Linked DNA regions of Mus musculus: region 2 is linked to region 1. A link is a contact called in public Hi-C data. All regions are on one chromosome and are shown on one strand. The core of a region is the stretch at or near the end of the contact, and the rest is flanking DNA. Distances in the headings are between cores, read along the strand shown. Region 1 overlaps Celsr1 (cadherin, EGF LAG seven-pass G-type receptor 1). Region 2 holds the start of Celsr1 (cadherin, EGF LAG seven-pass G-type receptor 1).

Evidence for each region. A called contact is a pair of places that touch in the nucleus more often than the background predicts.
Region 2: a contact with region 1 is called in a Hi-C map of CD8 T cells, with 3 times the contacts expected there. The contact joins the promoter of Celsr1 here to the enhancer-like site in region 1. A contact is called at or near these places in 11 of 39 promoter capture datasets (the 3T3-L1 cell line, 3T3-L1-derived adipocytes, the HPC-7 cell line and 7 more), 3 of 15 datasets of contacts at CTCF or cohesin (CD8 T cells, large pre-B cells and pro-B cells), 60 of 484 Hi-C or Micro-C datasets (the AML12 cell line, CD4 T cells, CD4 single positive thymocytes and 37 more), 23 of 115 datasets of contacts at active chromatin or transcription factors (the 230-238 cell line, CD8 T cells, the SCID.adh cell line and 15 more) and 3 of 9 other capture datasets (adipose tissue, liver and pancreatic islet).

What each region holds. Positions count from the first base shown.
Region 1 is chr15:85,979,772-85,984,739 of GRCm38.p6, forward strand. All of the region lies in intron 1 of Celsr1 (cadherin, EGF LAG seven-pass G-type receptor 1), which reads right to left. Among named protein-coding and RNA genes, the nearest start is that of Celsr1, 52 kb to the right of the region's middle. Within about 2 kb of position 2,525, at least 178 of the 459 cell types and tissues checked have an H3K27ac peak or open chromatin away from gene starts, as enhancers often do. A contact at or near this core is called in the 230-238 cell line, CD4 single positive thymocytes, CD8 T cells and 27 more, where this site is marked.
Region 2 is chr15:86,031,436-86,036,663 of GRCm38.p6, forward strand. It overlaps Celsr1 (cadherin, EGF LAG seven-pass G-type receptor 1), which reads right to left and starts at 2,342. Exons shown (of 35, transcript NM_009886.2): 1 at 1-2,342. The coding sequence starts at 2,335. Gm34764 (a long non-coding RNA gene) reads left to right here and starts at 2,818. Exons shown (of 3, transcript XR_384307.4): 1 at 2,818-3,132.

The DNA.
Region 1 (4,968 bases), core at 1,275-3,774:
TGGATAGACACTGTTTTGCAAGGGTAACTAAGAGCTCTCTCATAGTTCGTAAGTGCCAGTGCAATAGGACCAACTATCCCTCCACATCACTGCCCAAGCCTCCCCTCTCCTCAGCCCCCACGATGGACTCTATCCTTTGTGTTGGTCAGCACACAAAGGCCAATGTAACTATGGTCCAAGGGAGCCAAGCTCAATCCCATGCTAGAAGCAGAACTTTGCAGCATCATCTATCTCCATGGTATTGGCATAAAAGGGACAAGATAAAAAAAAGAGACTTGAGCCATGGCTCCAGAAAGTGCCTGAGGCCAGAGAACATGTGGCAGGAGTTGGAGTCCCCGCAAGGAGGCTCTAGGATACTATGCACGAGGCCACGAGGATGGAGCATAAATTTGCAACAAAGGCCCTAAGATGTTAGAAATGCCAGAACCATGGGATGCCCACCGAGGAGAGCTACAGGTGGAGTGGATTATGCGTACACATAACCAAGAGAGGTTATGTGTGCTGAGGATGGCAGAGTCGGAGATGAGGGGCCACCTTAGCCCTGTGGACCCCAGGTGATTACATTATAAGCCCGACAAGCTAACCGTGACTGGGAGATTGAGAATTTTTCCCCACCGGACTTCAGTTCTGCTTTAGTCTGATCGTTTCCCGCTGTGTCTCCATTCTTCCCTTCTGGAATGGATTGCTTACTCTGCGTTGTTACTGTTAGAAGAAGATAACTTGCTTCTTGACTGTCTGGGGAGCTCATGGTTAAGGGATAACCTGCATCTCAAAAGAGATTCTCCACTCCCACTTTGACACGGTATTGTCCAAGACTATGGGGATTTTCGAAGTTGGACTGAATGTATTTTGCATTATGAGATGGCTGCGAGCCTGTGGGGAAAGGAGCAGAAAGTCCTGCTGTAAGGTGGTATGTTTCTGTGTCAGACTGATAGAGGGTAGACTTGTGATAGACACAGGTTTTCTCTGTGTAGTTCTGGCTGCCCTAAACTTGGTCTGTAGAGCAGGCTGGCTTTGAACTCAGAGATCCACCTGCTTCTGCCTCCTGGGTGCTGGGGTAAAAGGCATATGCCACCATCACCCTGCAGAAAAAAATTTTTTCAATTGAAGAAAATATGATGGGGCTAGACAGATGGCTCAGTGTTTGAAAGCACTGGCTGCTCTTGCAAAAGATGTGAATTTACTTCCTAACATGGTGATGCACAACTGTCTATAAAATTCTACATCTCCATCTGGCCTTGTGAGCGCCAGGCACACATGTGGTGCACATATGCACGTGCAGAAAACTTCCACACACATAAATCAAAAATAAAATTTCAACAGATCATGAACATTCTTAATGACACTGAGAGGTGTTCTTTAAGTGGTTAAGATTATAATTTAAGTATAAAGTTAAACTTTTTTGAAAGATTTATTTATTTTATGTATGCGAGTACATGGTCACTGTCTTCAGACACACCAGAAGAGGGCATCAGATGCCATTATAGATGGTTGTGAGCCACCATGTGGTTGCTGGGAATTGAACTCGGGACCTCTGGAAAAGCAGTCAGTGCTCTTAACCGCTGAGCCATCTCTCCAGTCCCCCAAAGTTAAATTTTTTAAAGAGCTTGATTATAACCCAGGGGTATCACTAGGCTGCATATAGGATTTATACATCTCCAGCTCTGCCTGCCCAACCCCTCAATCCACCTCAGGGATTAAATGTACACCGTCAATTTTTGCCTCGAGTACTGCCTTCGTCACTATCCACTGGCTGTCCCCTTGCCACCTGAGTCTCTGCTCACTCACCTCACTGAGGGCCCTCCACTCTGAGAACCCTCTGACTGCACCAGTCCCTCACTGAGGGTGTCCATGCAAAGCAACCTCCCAGGGTCTCCATGTTGAACACCCGTCCTTCCCCACATTCATGCTTTTGTTCCTGCTTAGGGGTGGCCACGGTCCTACTCATTCCAACTGTTTATGCCCAAGAGTCCCTAAGGACCAAGGACTCTCAGGTTGTGTTCCTGTAATTATCGTTTGCACTGGTGACGTCTAGACCAGTCCCCAGTACTCAGAAGTTTCTAGGTAAGCAAGTGTGGATGAAAGGAGGGCAGACAGCAGGAGCCTACTGTCTCCTCCACTCCAGCACTGACAGACGCACAAACACCACCCAGGGACGGCTTTCCATCGAGGCATGTTTTTGTAGCCGATTTGATCTTGTCACAGTGGTTTGACTAGGACAGTGCTTGCTTCCTGATGGCAATTGTTTCAAGACATTCTTTAACCACACGGGGATTTGTTTGTCCTGGCCTAGGATGTTAAAGGTCATATGACTTTAAGTTAAAAGCCTCCTTTCTTATAGTAGATTGATTGGGTTACCCTGACCCACCGTGAAAGGGGACACCAAGTCTCGGCCTTCACAGGGGGCAGCCCAAAGAGGCACACAGCACAGAAGAACATACCAGAACGAGGAGCCACAGCCTAGAGGCAGCTCTCCTCACTCAGAGAGGAAGCAAACCCAACCACAGAAGCAGCTTTGGGTACTGATGTGTCAGAAGCATGGCCACGCCTACTGCCTGCCCTGGGGCTAACTCCTCCCAGTCTGTAAGCCAGAGGTGTGTGTGTGGCTTCAGTGGTCTGGCTTGGGTTTCTGAGCCAACCTATGACTTAGTAAAGCCTTTGGGGGACACAAGTGTAAATGTCTGTCACCAAGGCCACCACTGAAATGAAGGATTGGCCACCCTGAGATGGAATGCCACACGGTGAAAACAGATAGGGTTAGAAACCAGCGAACAGGGCAGATCTAGATAACATGGCTTTAGAAGGGAGCAAGCAACCCCTTTTACACAAGATAAAACAAGAGTCTGTGTGTGTGTGTGTGTGTGTGTGTGTGTGTGTGTGTGTGTCACTGCTCGGGAGTCCAGAGAACTAGACCTGGCCATTCTCTGCAATGTAGATACTGGCTCTGTCTGGGCCACTGACTTTAAATAAATTCTATTCCAGAACAGCTTCAGAATTGCATAAAATGTGTAGAGAGAGACATCCCAAAGACTATGTGCCCACAATCCCCATTAACCACGTCACTAAATTAGTGGGGGACGAGTATCATCATTTAAGGGCCATATCAGCGCCTACTAACCACAGTTCAGTTCACACTACCCTCAGGTTCCCTGTGTTTTGACTCAGTGTCCTTTTCCTATCTAGGTCCCCACTCAGAACCCCAGGTGACATTCAGGCACAGACCCTCTAGGCTGTGGTGCTGCTGTCTCAGGCTCTCTGTGCCCCAGGTCCTGATGGTGTGAGTGATTTTAAAGGCACGGATACAGAGAACTAACTCTCTTCTCCATGCCTTCTGTTTATTTTGCAGCTAGGTTGGGTGTGCAGGGTCAGTATGCTCAACTTAGGAAAGCTCTGGGCTTAGACAGCTCCCCAGACCAGAGCTGAAGGCTTTTCCTCTGTGTGAGGACAGCGCAGGAACCAACCACAGCCGCCACTGGCTTTGTAGTATCCTAAAGCAGCCTGATGCTTCAGCATCCTCAACCGGCCCGATGCAACATCCACCACCTTCTCAGAAGACACCGCACTCCCTCAGACAACAGGAAGGAGGCAGAGCAGGTGTCAGGCAGAGCACCAGGCTGTAGGGTGGCTGCCAGCAGGGCCTCTCAATGCCTGGAAGAACTTTCCACGTCTCCACAGTGAGGGGTAGAGGCTGTTGCCTGATCCTCTGACATGGATGAGGGGCAGTGGTGAGAAAATAGACGGTATACATCCACAACTGCATCCTGATGCCAAGGGTACCTCTTCACAGCCTAAAGCCCTCCCAGTATGGAATGGGGAGCTGGGGTCAGAGCTACAGCTCTGAAACCCAGTGCAGGTGACATCATTGAGGTTGAGAGGCAGAGTAGCCATCACCAGGAGGGATAGAGGTTGCTTCCCTGAAGCGGACATGCAATGAAGAAAAAGTGGCGGGAAAGCCTGGGAAGTAAGAGGGAAGAGGGGGTCCCTGTCCTCAAAGTGCCGTGACACAACTGTGACCAAGTGTCTAACAACGGCACAATCAGCCACTTCATTCTGAGACCAAGCTCCAGAATCCATAAGTGGGGAGAGAGCTGCAATTCCTATGATTCCCTGCGATCCCAGGGAAGACTGGGAGACTGAGGCAGTAGGATTATCATGAGTTTGAAACCAGCATGGGTTCCAAAGGACGACAGCATGGGACCTAGTTTGGGGACACAATTCACTGGACAAGGGCACCCCAGGTCCGGCATAGGTTGGGGAGCATTATTTAGCATGGACCACATGAGAACGTGAAGTCACAGGGGGACAAGACCACAGAGGCAGGAGACGGAAGTCGTCTGCTGGCCTTGTGTGATTTTGAGGGGAGGCAGGCGGAAGGGAGTTAAGCCCAGGAATGAGTCCTTAGCAGTGTGGACAGGTCCATAAAGGTCTCCTCACTGGCCTCTTCAAACAAGGATAGTACAACACTGAGAGCCGGAGTATGCTGAGCTGAGCCACTCCTACAGCCATACTGAAAGGCCCCAGTGATGGTGGGTAGGGTGGATGGGAGAGCGGCAGGAAGATCCCAGTCCTGCCCACTGGAGACTAGGAGTAGGATAGGTTAGTTTCTAACCTATTAGACAACAAAGCCTGGCGGACAATTCAGTGAGACTTGAATAGAAGCCAGTGCCATCTACCCACTCACTATGGGACCTCATCCCCCTCGCTGTCTCTAAACTGTCATGGCTTTGACACTTAGGGAGAGCCACTACTGCCATCAGCAGATCACTGCCAGATGCTGTACCCCTGTCCCCAGCTCCTGTATTCTCCAGGACTCTATAGGCTCAAAGCACTGGGAACTGTGCCTCTCCCTGGAGCCTGGGAGGGCTTCTGAGTTCACAGGGAGGCTAGACAGCAGGTGGTATTTGGCTCCTGCCCTGAGGGCATCTCCAGGTCCTTTTTTTTTTAGCTGTCTCCTCACCCCCTCAAACA
Region 2 (5,228 bases), core at 1,092-3,591, 51 kb after region 1:
CGGTCACAGCCAGCACATACTGCCGTTCCTGCTTGTAGTCCAGGGGCAGTGCCAAGGTGATAAGGCCACCGCCGCTCTGGCTGCTGAGTGCGAAGCGGTTGCGGGTGTTCCCACCCGTCAGCTGGTAGGTGATCACACTATTGGCATCACGGTCTCGGGCCCTGAGGGTCAGCACGCTGCTCCCGACAGCCGCATCCTCATTCAGACGCAGCTCATACACAGGCTGCGTGAACATGGGGTCGTTATCATTTACATCCAGCACTGTGATGGACACGCTGGCAGAGGAGCTCATGGCTGGTGAGCCATGGTCCACTGCTTCTACTCCAAAGCTATAGTGTTCCACCTCCTCACGGTCCAGCTCCGCGCACACAGTAATCCAACCGGAGCTGTTGTGGATTTGGAAGGGGAAGTCTGGGGCAGAGGCAGGGTTCTCAGAGTCGACACTGCTGCCCCCCACGATAGTGGAGGCTGTGTCCACTAGACGGTACTGCAGCCTGGCGTTCTCCCCTGCATCTGCGTCCACCGCTTGGATGTGCAGGACTGAGTGGCCGAGGGGCACATTCTCTAGCACGGCAGCCTGAAAGGGGCTGCTCACAAAGATGGGCGCATTGTCGTTCACATCTAACACCTGCACCGAGACCAGTCCTGAGGAATTAATGAGAGGAGGCCGGCCCCCATCCTGGGCTTTGATGCGCAGGGTGTACTCCCGGATGGCCTCGAAGTCCAGCGGGTTGATAACATCCAGGCTCCCACTAAGCGAATGCAGGTAGAACTGACCCTTCAGGTTGCCACTAACGATGCTGTAGTGTATGGCTGCATTCTGCCCCTGGTCCCGGTCAGTGGCCTGGACTCGAAGCACAGCCGTGTTGACGGCTACGTCTTCTGGGACTTGAACCACATAGCGCTTCTCACTGAACTGGGGGTAGTTGTCATTCTCGTCTTCTACCACTATGTGGACGGTGGCTGAGGCACTGAGTGGGCCTGGATTGCGACCCTGGTCATTGGCCTCCACCAGCAGCTGGTACTCAGCCGCCTCCTCACGGTCCACCACAGCCCGTGTGCGCACGACACCTGATCGTGCGTCTATCTCAAAGACACCACCTGCGCCCTCCAGCAGACGATAGCGCATGTTTGCGTTGGAAGGGGCATCCCCGTCGGTGGCACGGATGGTCAGAACCTCATAGCCCACCTCCAGGTTTTCTCGAATTCGCTCTCGATACTCAGACTGCTCAAAGACTGGGCTGTGGTCGTTAGTGTCACTGACAGTTACGGTGAGGTAGGTGGCAGCTGAGCGCCTCGGGGAGCCGTGGTCCACAGCACTAACTTTGAGTACATGAGTGTCCTTGGTCTCCCGGTCCAGGGAGCGGGCTGTGGTCACTGCACCCGTGGCGGCATCGATGAGGAAGTAGCCATTAGAGCGCTCATCGAACAGCGCCTCCATCTGGTAGCTAAGGCGTCCTGCATCGCCTTCGTCTGGGTCGTGCGCGCGCAGTTCGATGACCGCAGTGCCCGCAGGCTCATTCTCAGGCACTGACACCTGGTAGCTGGGCAGCGGGAACTGCGGGCTCGTGCTGCTGCCCGTGCCCCGCCTAGACCGTCGCACCACCCCCGCCCGAGGTTGGGACAGGTTAAGCAACGATGGCGACACCGAGGGCGACTCTGAGGGCGTCCCAGAGGTCGCCTCTATTACCAGCTCTACCCAAACGGCGCCTGCCGCGCGTCCCAGGGCGCACACCAGACGCAGCTCAGCTGAACCTCCTGGCCGCAGGCAAATGGGTCCGCGCCTGCAGCCGGTCCCGGCGACCGGCGGGCAGCTGCAGGCGGGGAAGTTGGTGATGGCCTCAAGCACCGAAGTCAGCGAGGCTGCGCCGCCGCCTGCGGCCGGGAAGCAGAGCGCATCTCCAAGTCCAGGAACTGAGCGGACGGCCGGAGAGCGCAGCTCTGCACCGCGGGCCGAGCGGCGCAACAGCCGGACCCCACAGCGGGCACCATAGGCGCGTGCCCTTAGTACCAAGCTCGGGGCCGTCGGGGCGCCGCGGGCGACCAGCCGGACCTGCAGCGGCAGCAGCCTCCCGGCCAAGCGGGCACAGCCCAGAGTCCCCGCGCCAAGCCCAAGCCTCCGACCGGCTGCTGGCCCCTCGCGGCTCACGTCCAGCAGCTCCCGAGGCGTGCGCGTGGTGTCCAACCTGTAGCTCCAGCCGGGTCCGAGAGCGAAGGCGCGGGCCCCGCCAGGCACCCGCAGCTCCCAAGCGGCTGCTCCCAACTCCAGGGCTGGCAGGGCGGCGGCGGCCAGCAACACCAGCGCGGGCAGCACGCGCGGCGATGACGGCGCCATGGCCCGGAGCCGCAGCCCGAGCCGGGCGCCGGAGCACAATCCATGCACCCGGCGCACCTCCGCATCCACCCGGCGCGGCCGGGGGGCGGCTCCCGCGCGCCCAGCGCCGGGCCCTCGGGGCGGCCCGCGCTCTGCCTCCCCGGGGGCCCTGGCGAGGACACCGGGGGCCGCGCGCCCGGCCTCCCGCTCAGCTTCCACTTCGAGAGCACTTTGCGAAAGTTTGCCAAGTTGGTTTCAAGATGGCTCCTCCGTGCGTCCCGGGAGGGCGCCGCGCATCAACCTGCAGCAGCGCCGGCTCCAGGCGGCTCCAGGTGGCCCCAGCACCGACTCTGCTGGGCGGGCGTGGGAAGCTGGGCGGGCCCGGGGCGGGGCGGGGGCTGCGATCACCACACCGCCCGCAGACCCTGGCGACGGATTGCTGGCTAGGCGGTGTGCTTTGCCAGCGCCCCCGCCACTCTCTCTCTCTCCCCGCCCCCGGCCCCGCCCCGCCCCCTCCCAGTGGCTCATTGTTCAGCCCTGGGAGGGGGAGGATGATGGGGAGGGAGCCAGCCAGGAGGTGCGCGCCCCGATGATCTCCATGGAGACGTGGGGGCGCGGCCCTAGCGGGGCCTGGCCTCCAGCCCCTTCCCTTTCGGTCTTGGCACCCAACATCCGCAGAGGACCGGGCCCTGGGAGCGTGGCGCTCAACTACTGCTCTAGAGTCCCGGGCCGCGGCTGCTAAAGAGTCCCTCGTACAGTTTCCTCTGGGCCGAGTGCTGTTCAATCCTCGCATTGCACCTGATAGTGCAGATCTATGAGTAAGCCACCCCTGGCGTCGAGAGAGTTAGATCTAGAGTTCCAAGATACAGAGGTGCTAGAAAACTTCGGTAGAGTCGTGGCGGTGGCAGGGGACTGGGAGACTGTTAGACTCCAGCCTCGCGGGAGCTCAAATGCTTAACTCCAAGGAGTTCCTTGGATTTTGAAATCTCATGGGCAGTTAACCGGATTCGGGTTCCACTTTGTTTAAAGTGCAACATTTAAATTGGAAAGAAAAATAATGTAGTTTGGAGGTGACAGTGGGAGGGGCCTTGTTCCCCAGAACATGCTGTGGGGCCTGAACATTGGTGGAGGAGACCGTCTGTCACCAAACCCCTAGTTACTGCCCATCAGGGGACAAGCAAACACTGAGGGGGCAGGATCCGTGAGAACCTGGGGAAAACCAGAAGGGGGCTGGAGAATCACTCTCGCCCTGCGTGAAAGGGTGGGGCGTGGCTTCAGAGCCGCAAGACCGAGCCTAGATTCCAAAGGAGCACACCTTAAAGGCGGTGCTTCCGAACTAGGGAGGGGAGAGGCGGACCTTTGCAACATTTTCCCCACCTCCTTGAAAGGGGCCCAAGCCCACTGCAGCCTCAGTCACGCATGGACACACTGGGCAGGCCTCTTGCCTTTGAAAGATTTCTCCTGGGATCAGTTGGAGGAGTGGGACCCTGAAGGCTGCTTGATCACCATCAGAGTTGGGTTTTCTAGGCAGTCAGGGCCCAGCAGGATGACAATAGGACAATAGGACACAGGGTCGCTTTAAAACCTGTGGGGGGGGGGAGTTGGGGGGGAGCTGGAAAGATGGCTCAGTGGTCAAGAGCACCGACTGCTCTTTCAGAGGTTCAATTCCCAGCAACTACATGGTGGTCACAACCATCTGTAATGGGATCCGATGAGTGTGTCTGAAAAGTGTACAGTGTACTTACATAAAATAAATAAATAGATAAATCTTTAAAGAAAAGACAACAAAACAAAAAACAAAAACAGTCAAGGGAGCTTCCTCAGCATTAATAGCATATATGTGTACTAATATACACATGTGTGATATTAATCATATATATACGATCATACATATAGCATAAAGTTTATGTCATAGATGAATCTCTGGGATTTCTCAGTAGCTGAAAATAATCTTTTCTTACTGGGAACAACAGAAGCCATTACACTAACCTAAAGGTAGAGTTGTTTTTGGACCCTCATAGATCTTGAGAGCTCTCTTTAGAACTGTGTGTGAAGAGAGTGGGAAGGAGACAAAAATCTAACCCTTAAATGTGACAGGGCCAGGACCTTACCCCAGGCTACTCTTGGGGGTGCACTTGCAGGAAATTCAAGGTTCTGGAGCCTCAGGAAGAAGAGCCCCTGGGTGTGGGAGGGAGAAAGCTGGAGAAACCACACACACACACACACACACACACACACACACACACACACACACATACGGCGCATGTAGCAATAGGTCTTTAAATAGGGTGGGTTGGGTTTAAATAAACAGAATTCAAAAGCATGGAGTAAGTTGGGTGTGGGTGCTTTCCTGGAACCAGACACCTGCAAGCTTCCAGTTAACATTTCCTGGTCCCAGGGATCAGGCCAGCCCAGGCCAGCCCACAAGGGCAAGTCTGGTTGACAGGCTGTCAACAGAGGCCAATAAGAGTCTTCTGTTCATAGACAGGTCGGGAGCAAGGCCCAGTCCACCAGGTGGGGGCCAAGGGTGCCCCTCTCTGAACCTGGCAGAGCTCATTTCACAGTGCTACGAAGTGCATAAGCTACGGCCTCTTTCCCTGTGCACATCCAGGCCCCCGGGTTTAAAGGAAAGGGATACAAAGACAGGCTGCAGCTTGCGATGGGGTTTCAGGGTGGTCCAGTAGCATCCAAGGGACAGAAATGCGGTGGAGTTCGGTGGTAGAGATAGAGCATCTACCCAGCATGCTCCAGGCCCTGGCTTCTAGCCCTAGCCCTACAAAAAATAATAATTAAAAAAAATGCATTGGGGGAGAGATTTGTAAAGGTGGAACTAGGAGGAGAGAAGGGAGGGGCTGTGATAGGGAAGTAAAATGAATAAAGAAAAATTAATTGGAGGGCTGGAGAGAGGGCTCAG